Linked DNA regions of Pan troglodytes: region 2 is linked to region 1. The links are chromatin contacts, called in public HiChIP or PLAC-seq maps. All regions are on one chromosome and are shown on one strand. The core of a region is the stretch at or near the end of the contact, and the rest is flanking DNA. Distances in the headings are between cores, read along the strand shown. Region 1 holds the start of CLU (clusterin). Region 2 holds the start of CCDC25 (coiled-coil domain containing 25).

Region 1 (6,255 bases), core at 1,145-3,644:
CTCCCCATGGCCCTGACTCTCCAAGAAAATAAATCAAGCTAATGCCCCAAACCCAGCTGTGTAAGTCCATGATGGGAGACAGAGGATCAAACAGCAGCACCTGCCAAGAAGATGATGCATTCTCTATGAATCAGCCCAGTGACTCAGCATCTGATAAAGCTTATTTGGAGTGTTTAGGGCAAGGGAAGGGGTGGTCCTGTTCTGCTTTGTGTGCTCAGGCCCTCCGGCATTGGCTGGTCCAAGGCTCCCCACTGGCATTGGCTGGTCCAGGGCTGGGCCAAGAGTTTCAAGAGAGATGAGGTCCAGAATGTCAAAGGGCTGGGGAAAAGTCTGCAAACCACGGCAAGGCAAGGAGCTGCAAGCCTGGAGGTCACTGGGAAAAGCAGACTACGTTGCCTTCAAATATCAGAAGGGGCACTATGGGAGAGATAGGCTGGATTTTCCCTGTGTGGCTCCAGAGGGCAGAACTGGGCTCCGGATTGGCCCATACACGAGCCAGACTGTGACTCAACCAAAGAAGGCCCTAACTTTATCAACAGCTTTACTAGATAAATGGTTGCATGGCAGGTAGTGAGCTCCCTGTTATTGGTGGCATTCAAACATGGGCAGGATGACCACCTGGTGCAGATGCTGGGGATGGGGTAGGAATCAAGCAGTGTGCGAGTCCTGAACCAATCATCGTCTATGATCTACTTAGAATATTAAACATCTGGTGATGCATTTATGGCGCTTTCAAAATTTACACTTTTCTTTCCTCCAAGTTTGACCTTCTGAACCTTGTTTGCTTAGTAATGGGAATAATCAAGTAATTATTCCCAAGGGATCACAGTCATGACTGTGAATCTGTGAATCCTGCTATTTTCTCCCAAATCCTTTCTTCCTCTCTTCCCTTCCCCTAATTCAGCTGGCTAAGGCAGATCTCACTGACTGACCTCCGAAGTCTAATTTTTAAAAATATAACTAGATTTATGCCTTCTGTTCCGGATGCTGAGGGAGCTACAGAACAGAAAAGTTACAAAGAGCGAGTTCAAAAACAATTCTTCTAACCTCAGGTATTGATAAGGAGCAGGCACTGATAAGGAGCAGGCACTGTCCACAGAAAATGTAGCTGTTACTGATAATTAGACTTTTTTTTTAAGAAAAATAAAGTGTAGCCTCTTCTGGGGCATTTTTTTCTTCTTCTGGGTTAATGACCTTCTAATACTTGGCTTGGCTCTACGTTAGGTTGCAGGGAGCCGTGGAGATGATCCATTCCCGATTCCTCATCGTCCAGATGGAAGAAACTGAGGCTCAAGGGCAAAGTGATTGGTCCGAGGTCACCCAGTGTCTAGGGGCACACCTAGGACTGTAATCAGACTTTCATGGACCTGGTCTGGGTTCTCCCACTTCCTCATGGGCCTTGAAGATTCCCCCAGGCTGCCTCCTGGAAAGGACTGGGGTCCTAGTGCCCCCTGGACGTTGGGCAAGCAAGGGACTGGGCCTCCATGTTGTGCCTCCATAGTCCTGATCCTGAACTGGAAAACTCAGCCCCTGACCATGCAGCTCTCCTTTAAGCCCCTTTGTTTCACATGGTTTTCAAAGTCTGCCACCCACAGTGGGACTGCCTGTACCCGCCCTGTCCACCCATTGCCCCAACTGTCAGCCCCTTGACTTCTCTCCTGGGGCTTAAACATCCCTGGCTCCAAAATGGGCAGCTCAGTTTCTTCCCCAAGAAGTAGCTGCACCTCCAGGGTTCCTGGACTTCCCCCTCCTTGCCAGGGGGTGGGGTGGCTGCGACAGGAGATTCTCCCTGCTCTCAGCAGAAGGAACTCCAGCAGTTGGAGACCAGCAAACCCCTCTGGACACAGATCTGATTTCCTAACTGGGAAGGCTCAGGGCAAAATAAAAATTCAGGGCCACTGGCTCAAAAACTATGAAGAATTTCAAGACCGTCACAGTAGCCCATTAAACCAAACGTGGATCTGCAAGGGTCCCACACCCATGAAGCCCACCCTGTTTGGCTGGGTTCCAAGAAGATGGGGACAGTGATTGCTTAAGCTCTGTGGATCAAGGAGCCCGGAGAGGCCTTCTGGCTCTCCACATATCTGCTCTGATCACTCCTAAACACAATTCTGTTTCCTCCAGGCCTGGCGGGTCAGTCCAGGGACCCCCATCAGTGTGATGTTTCCAGGAGTAGGGGTTTCAATACTTCCTGTGCTTTCTTCTCCAGCACAAGGCCCCTCTCCATCCCACCCTCATTATGTCTGACTCTTTACTATTTAAATGGGTCAAGAGAAGTGGCGCTTGTGTAACGTGAAGGTTAAGGTCAGTAGGGCCAGGGAACTGTGAGATTGTGTCTTGGACTGGGAGAGACAGCCGGGCTAACCGCGTGAGAGGGGCTCCCACGCGAGTTCAGGCTCTTCCCTACTGGAAGCGCCGAGCGGCCGCACCTCAGGGTCTCTCCTGGAGCCAGCACAGCTATTCGTGGTGATGATGCGCCCCCCGGCGCCCCCAGCCCGGTGCTGCACCGGCCCCCACCTCCCGGCTTCCAGAAAGCTCCCCTTGCTTTCCGCGGCATTCTTTGGGCGTGAGTCATGCAGGTTTGCAGCCAGCCCCAAAGGGGGTGTGTGCGCGAGCAGAGCGCTATAAATACGGCGCCTCCCAGTGCTCACAACGCGGCGTCGCCAGGAGGAGCGCGCGGGCACAGGGTGCCGCTGACCGGTGAGATGTCCCCGTCTTCCCTACCCTTGAGCAGAGCCACATCAGGACGGATGGGCGGGGAGGGGATGGCAGCCAGGCAGAGAGGGATGACACAGCTCGCAGTCACAACCCCTGCGCTTTCGACGGAGCCCAGGAAGCCAGGGAGGGGAGGTGGCCGGAGCCCCATCACCAGGCAGCTGAGCCAGGGGCCCCGGCGCAACCGCCGCCTGAGAGCACGAGCTCCAACCACAATTCTGTGGTGGGGGGGTAAATAGAACAGATATAATGATCATCCTTTCGCAAAGATGGGGAAACTGAGACCTGGAGACCTGCCGCGTTGCGGGAGACCCAGGCTAGCAGGTGACGGAGCTGGCCTGCACGGAGCTCCTTCCTGCAGCATATCCTCTGCGAAGATGCGGATCTCTCAGTTGTGGCTGTCGGCTTGCATGCATGAGTCATCTAGTTTTCTTCTAAATTCTCTAGCTCTCTGGACACTGTGCCTGTAAGTATGAGGCTGCGGATTTCAGTATATGCTGCAACCACCGAAATCCGACTTTTTCTGCCTCCTAATGCATCTGAGGTGCATCAGAGAAAAGTCACACAATATCCACCAGGCCCCAGACTTCTGATTCCACGGTCTCATTTTACAGATGATAATCTGAGGCCTGGAGAGGTTTAGGACTGGTGCCAACACTAAACAGCAAATAAGTATCAGAATTGGGATTAGAGCCAAAGCTTCTTGACCTTCCAGAATTTCTGGACCTAGTTAAAAAAAAATATGATTTTTATTATTTTTTTTTAAACGGAGAGGTTAGGAATTTAAAGGAAAGTACAGATACTATATAAAAAAAGATGCCCATGAGAATGTTGTTATAATAATAGTGGGGCATTGGGCACAACTGAAATGGCCAATCTTGTGAGAATGGTAAAATAAACTTGGGTCCGTGAGAAAGTGGAGTATTACATAGCCACAAAAGTATGCCCTTAAAGAATATTTGAAGATGGTGAATGTGAAGGATCTTGTATAAACTGCATGGAAGACAGAAGGAAATATACCACGGTGCTAACATTTGCCTCTGGGTGATATGAATTACCGGTGATTATTTTTCTTATTTTCCTTTTGGTTTAGTTTTCTCCATTTGAAGAAGCAGATAGGAGCCGGGGCTTTGGGATTGAAACCCTCACCATCTGTGTGCCCTCTTCACTGTCTTCCCATCCTCCCTATGGCTCCCTTTTCACAGTCATTGATTTTCTTTCTTTCTTTTCTCCTTTTTTTTTTTTTTTTCCTGAGACCAAGTCTCACTCTGTTGCCCAGGCTGGAGTACAGTAGCACCATCTCGGCTCACTGCAACCTCCGCCATCCGGGTTCAAGCAGTTCTCATGCCTCAGCCTCCGAGTAGCTGGGACTACAAGCGCATGCTGCTACATCCGGCTAATTTTTGTATTTTTAGTAGAGACATGGTTTCACCACCTTGGCCAGGCTGGTCTCGAACTCCTGATCTCAAGTAATCCGCCTGTCTTGGCCTCCCAAAGTGCTGGGATGACAGGTGTGGATCACTGCGCCCTGCCAGGTCATTGATTTTCTTAAGCCTCCAGCCCTGCCCTGCTTGGAAACGTTTTGGGAAGCTGCTCAGTTCAAAGTTCCCAGGAGGGTGTGCCTGGAGGGGAGTTGCTCTCAAAGTCTGCCTGCTCCCCCCGCCCCCCCTGCCCCCCGCCCCCGCCATCTTCTCCTCCTCCTCTTCCCCTGAGCAGCCCCTTTGTCCACAGAACCGGCCTTTTCTGGTAGAAGGAGCAAGGCCAGGTGGTTTAAGCCTTCTTAGGGAGAATGAGGCTGTGTGGTAGTGCTGGGGACTCGAGGGCCTTGGCCTTGGCATGGCTCTTCCACCCAGGGCAGCTGGCAGCCAGGCTCCCAGGAGGCAGAGGAGATGAGGGGGGAGGTGAGTCCGAGCAAAGGAAAGGAGGTCGGCTGTGCAGTCACAGTTCTAGAACATTCCTTGGATCAGCAGCATCCATATCACCTGCAGACTGGCTGGAAAAGCAGTCTCAGAACCAACATTATAACCAGCCCTGCAGTGATTCATAAGTACTTTAAAAAATGGTCAATCATTTCAGCAAAGCAGAGCCACACAGTCCGGGGGACCACAGGTGGCCTCTGTGGGATTGTCTCAGTTTTCCTGCCCCTCTCCAGACATGTTGATTAGACACTGCCAATGCCCAGCCTCAGACCTCAGTCTAATTTGGAAGTAGTCAGAATTTACTATGATTACATAAGACCCTCGTGTTTACAGAACACATTCCCCTCTCTGAGGTCTGGATTAGATCCATTTTACAGATGAAGAAACTGAGGCTCAGATATTTAAGTGACTTGGAATCAACGAAAGAATACTGGCCTAGGGGTCGGGAGGGCTGGGCTCTCATCCCAGGGTTACCATGAGCATGCTGTGGACCCTAGGGAGTCCCATGCCCTCTCTGGGCTTCAGCCTCACCGTTAGGGTAGAGGGGTTGGGTGAGAGAACGACCCCCTTCCCAGGTCTGAGCTGGATGGCTCACCAGGGACCCCAGGCTCCCCGGAGCAGACTGTGTGCCCGCTGATTCTGGAATTCCTTTCCTGTATCTTGCCTTTGGCTGCCCCGTTCTTCACGGCCCAACACCCTGTCTTCTGGTCAGAACCTAGTTCTGAATGGGTTTTTCCAGAAGTTGTTGCTTTCAGGGGCCCCTGGCAGAGAGGTGTTTCTGGCTGGCTTTGTCTCTCTGGCATGACAAAGGCTCTGTTCCTGCTGGAGGTATTTCAGGGCTCAGTGGGCAGCTGGGGCAGAGCCCGTGAGACCACAGCCTTCCTGGTGAGCCCGGTCTCCGCCACCCACCCCATCTCTGGGGAAGGCGCTGACCCCATCTCTTCTCCCACGCTGCTCCCTGGCTCTTTGCGCCTGATTACTTTTCATGAGAGGCACTCCTTGTTAATGTGCTACTGAGTGTCCAGATGGGCCTGCTGGGCTGAGCGGGCTTTGGATGTGAACCATTTCAGGAAGGTGAACCCCATCGTCCTGTTGGTTCTGTGATGGGAAATGGGTGAGCTCAGATAAGCAGTTCTTCGGAGGGGGATGGTGGGGGTGGAGTGCAGGGGGAAGGGTTTCTGTTTTATGCAACAGCCTCAGCTTCTGGGAAAGGGTCCATTGTGTAAGATTGGGGCTATGGCCTGTGCCCCGTGGCTCAGGGCAGCCGCCCAGTGGTGGCAGGAACACTGGCAGGGCAGCCTGCTGTCGGCTTAGAGGGGATGGGCAGTGTGGAGGGCCTGGCAGAGCAAAAGGACTCATCCTTCCAAAGGGACTTTGTCTGGGAAGCCTGCTCCTCGGGCCACTGCGAACCCTCTCTACTCTCCGAAGGGAATTGTCCTTCCTGGCTTCCACTACTTCCACCCCTGAATGCACAGGCAGCCCGGCCCAAGTCTCCCACTAGGGATGCAGATGGATTCCGTGTGAAGGGCTGGCTGCTGTTGCCTCCAGCTCTTGAAAGTCAAGTTCAGGTGGTGCTGAGACTCCCTGGGGGCTGCAGTGCTGTGGTGGATGGGGATCATCT
Region 2 (6,255 bases), core at 2,124-4,623, 160 kb before region 1:
TAATGAACTGACCCCCCCTGGGGCTTTTCCTGGGTAGAGTAATTAATATCTGAGTACACAGTCTTTCTAGAATTGTTTCCAGACAAGCATCTACTGTATGCAAAACACTATGTAAAATATTATAGGGGAATAGAAAGGAAAAAGGTAATAGCTGATTTGGTATATTTCCTAGCTATAGAAAATAGCTTTCTTCAATGTGCTGCTCCTATGTCAAAAGAAAAAAACAAAAACTAAAAAACAGCTTTGATTCCCTTGAAAAGGACTAAATAATTCATTATGAAAACTTAATGTATTTCCAAGCTGGAATTAGAATATAGGTTATCAGGTTATCACTGTAGCCACAAGGAGTAGGCTAGTGGAAGAACGAAAATTTTAGAAAATAGGAGAGAACAAGAGAGACAAGAAGGTGGATTTTTCTAAGAGTTTCTATTCACAGGCTGAGATTCACCTGTCACACTTCAAAGAATCCTGCTTCCTCTTCCTTGGAGTAAGAGCTGCCATTTTCTTTATTGAATTCCTAAAAGAAATGACAATAACCACATTCATCAAAATATTAAAAATCGCTTTATCAAAATTATACCCCCTTTAATTAGTCTATTTCACACCAAGTTAAAACCCTATTTTCTGGGAGGTCTTCCTCGACATTGCTCTCCTTCCACCCCTCTCAGGGTTACACGCGCTTGTTCTGCTTCCATGGCACCCTATATTGCCCTAATAGTCCATTTAAGACATTTTCTTCTTGTTTCCCCATCTCAACAGCCTTCAATGAAGGCAGAGACCGTCTGTAACTTTTCATCAGAGCCCAGCAGGAAAACGGGTGAAGCACAGTCCTCTGCCATTTTCCTAGCTGATGAGCCCGGAGCAAGCCGTTTGCTTCCCTTTTTATAAAAATCTCTTGAAGTCGTAAGGCTGCTGAAAACAAATGCTAGAATGCACGAGCAGGCGGCTACGTGGCTCGTCAGAGTTCATTTCCTTCCCCTTCCCTGGGATCAGGGAAATTCCCCCCAAAGCAGCACACAAGCGTTATTTCAAAGCTATTAATGAATGAACAAACTGAAAGGCCAGGGTCTCTGGGAATTCAGGTCGAGCTGCGGCTTAAGGGGGAACCCCTCTGGGGCTAAGCGAGGAAAGGTAGGAGAGGAAAGCGTCCCGACCCTGAACCCGGTCAGGGAAACAAACAAACAAACCCTAAACCCAAAACAAGGAAACGCCGGCGTCGGGAAGAGGGAAACCCGGAGCCTGTGAGCGCGGAGAACGAGTCAGTGGCTTCTTCGGTCTCGGGCCTGCGGACCTGCCGAGCGCCGAGCAGAAGCCCTTTCCCCGTGACATTCGCCCCCACGTTCCACAGGGTCTCCCGCTCGCCTCAGCCTTCCACAGCCCCCCGCCTCGGCCTACTCCAGAGGTTACCTGCGCCTCAGAGCCGGGCGAGCTCCCCTCAGCCTAGCCAGCCGCTCCGTGAGCGTCTTCAAATAATCGCGCGCCAGGCTAGGAGGAAGCCGCTGCGTTCCGATTGGCCACGGCTCAGCGCTTCCAGGGGCTGGCTCGGTGATTGGTGGAACACCAGCCCTTGCCCCGCCCACCCTGGTGGCTGTTTCCAAGATTCTCGCGCCCTGGTGAGGTGAAAAATCTCTGAGGGAAACCACGCACCCACAATCCCCTGCAGCACCGCCAGACTCCGTTCCCGGGGCCTTGTTTAGGTGCATTCTGGGAATTGTAGTTCTCGGTCTAGTTGAAGTTGAGATACATTCTGGGGTCACGGGGTAAGAAATTTTTGTAAAATGGCCTCTCCAGCCTGGCGACAGAGCAAGACTCCGTCTCAAAAATACATACATAAATAAATAAAGGCCTCTCCAAGATTCTCGATGCACTTATTTTTCACATTTGAAGCTTCATTGTTAGTTTCACTTTTTTTATTAGTAACTTTAGGTTTCTATTTATTTTATTTTTCAAATTAAAATATAAAACTTAACACCTGCTATGTGCCAGGCATTCTTAGATGCTTTACATGTTTTGTTTCATTTACTTCTCACCACAATCTGTAAGGTATTAATATCTATTGCCATTCCCATTTTACAAATAATACAACGGAGAACCCAAAACAATTGCTATTTACAGAACAGAGCTAAATTCTTACTTTGGAAAACCAGAAAGTTCCTAAAACGGTTATTGTTAGCTATTGTTGCTATCTTTGTGTCACCAGCTCCTGGTACAGTGTTTCTGGCACATTTTTAGTTTCAAATAAGTTTAGAGTTTTATGTTTATTTTTTCAAATTTAATTTTCACAAATTTGTATGTCATCCTTGAGCAGGGGCCATGTTAAAGTTCTCTGTATCATTCCAATTTTAGTATACATGCTGTCAAAGCAAGCACGTAAATAAATTTCGTTAAGTGACGCCCTCAATTTCATAGAATGAAGTCAGTGACAGTGATGTAAGGGTGTCAGTTTAAAAGGAAAAGGCTGAGGCAAAAAAAATGTCACTGAGGCAAAAAAAAGGTAGAGTTTGCTTGAGTTAAAGCGGGGACAGCTGCCCAGAAGATTCCAACCCCCCTCCCCCCACCGCCCTCCACCAGCAGGCTTGGATATGAGCTCTGTCTGGCCTTTGCTACAAGCAGGTTTTTAAAGACGAAGAAGGGGGGCAGGAAGTGGGCTGATACACAACTGTCAAGCATTCTCATTGATGTATAGAAACTACAAGCATCAGTGATTGGCTAGACATTGTTAAACTATAGGGTGTGGGTCATAGTGTCTTGTGTGGCAGTGTTAGGTTAGTAGGTAGCTACTTGTGGCAGAAGCAGGTAGTTTCAGTAGATGAATACATAGCTCAAGGGGGTGGTAGAACATGATGGGGTCTCATTTTAATGCCTCTCCAGACCTAGTAATTTAAAGGGACTCACATTCCTCAGATAAAAGTGCTTTCTCAAGAGAAATAATCAGGGCAAAGCCAAGTGCTGTAGGAGCTTTACATGAATATGATTATTCCTACTTTATAGCAGGAGGACCTCTGAGGTTCAGAGGTTTGGGATGGCAGGCCTTCGATTTAAGCCAGAACAAAGTCCAATCCCCAAGAGACATATTGTCCTGGTGAGTATCAGAAACAACTCGTTTGTGTGCTATGTTCTAAACTCTTGGCGCCCATTAACTCATTTAACCCTAAAAAATATCCCGTGAGTTAGCTGCTCTAGTATCATCTTCATTTCGCTGCTGAGGAAAGTGAAGCACAGACAGGTTAACTAATGTGCCCAAGATGCCCAGCCTCTTTCCCTTAACCCACAAATCATTGAACCAAACTCCTTGCCAGTACCCTTCGCCTCGCCAGGATTAAAAATGGCGCCCACGGCCGGCGCTATGACGCGCCCCGACGTCCGCCGGAAGTGCACGGAGGAGTTCCGGGGGCCAGGCGGCCGCCGCGAGTCGGCTATCCGGAGCTTCGTGAGTTGAGCGCTGCTGCTCCGCGGTGGAGTCACCGCACCGCTCCCAGGATCATGGTGTTCTACTTCACCAGCAGCAGCGGTGAGTGGGCGCCACGTCCTCCTAGACCCTGCTGGACAGCGGGCTCCGAAGCCGGGACCCGCAGTCCGCCGCTGCGCCTGACCCTCGCTCTAAAATGCCTCCTGGATGCGAGTGCCTCTTCCCGCGGCCTCTCGGTCCCCCAGCACATCCGTCCCTCCCACGGCTGCAGGATTTCCCCCCGCGTCCCCTCGTCATGGCGTGGGGGGCGCGGAGGGGCGATGCCACTGCTATATTTGTATCGGGGAGTTCTCGTCCCCCAATCGGAAAGACGTCCCGTCACTCCCTGGGATTGGGCAGAGCCTGTGGGCTCCTCCACACACCTTATCCCAAGTCTTCTTCCCACCTTCCATCTGCGGCCTTTGTTCTGGCTGCACCCTGGTAATTATCCCCTGTGAGAAAGGAGACACCTGCTAACAACTTTTTCTTAAGGGAAGTGCGACTTAACCTTTCAGGAAGGGGTTGTAGGGTCTGGGATGCAACAGAAAACAATAAAAAGACCCTGGAATGTCCACCCAGCCACTCCCCTGGCAGTTGATGTCCCAGATCTCAGAAGTGACCTATGGTAATACTTCTGACTTATCTTTGACAGATAAGGAAAGGGTGCCCTTCGTTCCCAGGAAATGCCGTGTCCCGACTTGGTTTCGTTCTGTTCCTGTTATTCCCCTTTCCTAAAATCAAGCCCCAGCTAATTCCCTTAAGACAGTTTTGGCCCATCTTTTCCAAGATGCCTTTCCTGATGCTAGCTCCTACCCCAAGATTGCTTAGCTATTCCTTTCCTGGGACCCACTTAACGTTCCAAGTATGCCTTTGGCATTGCACTTATCAAATGGTATTAAATGGTGTCTGCTTGAGCTAGAGTGTAAGTCCCTTGAGGGCGTGGACAGGATCTCTTTACAGTAGTCCCTACTTGTCCTGTATTTCGCTTTCCGTGGTCACATCACAAGAAGAAAAGGAGTGAGTACAGTACAATAAGATTTTGAGAGGGAGAGAGAGAGCAGAGTCACCTAACTTTTATTACAGTACGTTGTTATAATCGTCCTATTTTATTATTAGTTGTTGTCGATAATCTCTTACTCCACCGAATTGATACATTAACTTTATCATAGGTATACATGTATAGGGAATACCAGTAGCCATGCGTCCCTTAATGACAAGAATACATTCTGAGAAATGCTCCATTAGGCGGTTTCGTTGTTGTAGCAACACGGTAGAGTATACTTAAACCTGTGGTGTAGCCTACCACAAATGTAGGCTGTACAGTATACCGTTGCTCCTAGGGTACAAACTTGTACAGCACGTTGCTGTACTGAATGGCTGTAGGCAATGGTAACGCAATGGTGTTTGTGTATTTAAACGGGTCTCAACGTAGAAAAAGTGAGTTGCACCACACTGTTATGATGGCTACCAGGTCATCAGGCAATAGTGATCAGAATTTTTCAGCTTCGTTATAATGTTATGGGACCACCATAGTATGTGTGGTTTGTTGCTGACCAAAGCATCATTATGTGGCAAGTCCCTTTATATATGGAATTCAGTGTTGTCCTCGGTTTCAGGCATCTACTGGAGATCTTGGAAGACATCCCCCACAGATAAGGGGGGACTACTGTACTTGTTTCCCTAACGTAGTGACTGGCTAGTAGTTCTCAATAAATGCTTGTTGAATAAATGAATGCCATTTTTTTACTTACTTATAGCACTTTCTATTCTATTGCTACTCTATATGCTTGTTAAAGGTGAGTTTTTTGTTTTTGTTTTTGTTTTTTTTTTTTTTTTTGGAGACGGAGTTTTGCTCTTGTTGCCCAGGCTGGAGTGCAATGGCACGATCTCGGCTCACTGCAACCTCTGCCTCCCGGGTTCAAGCGATTCTGCTGCCTCAGCCTCCTGTGTAGCTGGGATTACAGGAATGCGCCACCAAGCCTGGCTAATTTTGTATTTTTTTAGTAGAGACGGGGTTTCTCCATGTTGGTCAGGCTGGTCTTGAACTCCCGACCTCAGGTGATCTGCCCGCCTCGGCCTCCCAAAGTGCTGGGATTACCAACATGAGCCACTGCGCCCGGTCTAAAGGTGAGATTTATTTTATTTATTTTTGAGACGGAGTCTTGCTTTGTCACCCAGGCTAGAGTGCAGTGGCACGATCTCAGCTTACTGCAACCTCCATCTCTTGGGTTCAAGCGATTCTGGTACAGCTAGGATTACAGGGACCAGCCAACATGCCTGGCTGATTTTTGTATTTTTAGTAAAGATGGGGTTTCATCATGTTGCTCAGGCTGGTCTTGAACTCCTGAGCTCAAGTGATCTGCCCACCTTAACCTCCCAAAGTGCTGGAATTACAAAAGGTGAGTTTTTGTTTTGTTTTGTTTTTTGTTTTTTTGAGATGGAGTCTCCCTCTGTCACTCGGGCTAGAGTACAGTGGTGTGATCTCAGTTCACTGCAACCTCTACCTCCTGGGTTCAAGCAATTCTACTGCCTCAGTCTCCCAAGTAGCTGGGATTACAGGCACACACCACCATGCCCGGCTAATTTTTGTATTTTGTTAGTAGAAACGGGGTTTCACCATGTTGGCCAGGCTAGTCTCGAACTCCTTACCTCAAGTGATCCACCCGCCTCAGCCTTCCAAAGTGCTAGGATTAAAGGCGTGAATCACCACGCTCAGCCAAAAGGTAAGATTTAAGTGAAACTAGTTCCACATTGTTTGTGTGGGTTTGAATAAGGCAATACTTTCTCTTTAGAAGTAAGATTGAGGC

Evidence for each region. HiChIP or PLAC-seq counts read pairs in DNA pulled down with a chosen protein or histone mark.
Region 2: a contact with region 1 is called in an H3K4me3 HiChIP or PLAC-seq map of stem cell-derived excitatory neurons, with 5 times the contacts expected there. The contact joins the promoter of CCDC25 here to the promoter of CLU in region 1. A contact is called at or near these places in 3 of 7 Hi-C or Micro-C datasets (induced pluripotent stem cells and stem cell-derived neural progenitor cells), 1 of 1 datasets of contacts at active chromatin or transcription factors (stem cell-derived excitatory neurons) and 1 of 1 other capture datasets (stem cell-derived neural stem cells).

Annotation. Positions count from the first base shown.
Region 1 is chr7:35,956,508-35,962,762 of NHGRI_mPanTro3-v2.0_pri, reverse strand. CLU (clusterin) reads left to right here and starts at 2,394. Exons shown (of 9, transcript XM_519677.7): 1 at 2,394-2,700. The coding sequence starts at 2,574.
Region 2 is chr7:36,120,610-36,126,864 of NHGRI_mPanTro3-v2.0_pri, reverse strand. It overlaps CCDC25 (coiled-coil domain containing 25), which reads left to right and starts at 3,373. Exons shown (of 8, transcript XM_063816969.1): 1 at 3,373-3,511. ESCO2 (establishment of sister chromatid cohesion N-acetyltransferase 2) reads right to left here and starts at 3,321. Exons shown (of 14, transcript XR_010159463.1): 1 at 1,408-3,321; 2 at 449-517. LOC112204240 (U6 spliceosomal RNA) reads right to left here and starts at 2,370; the gene lies at 2,269-2,370.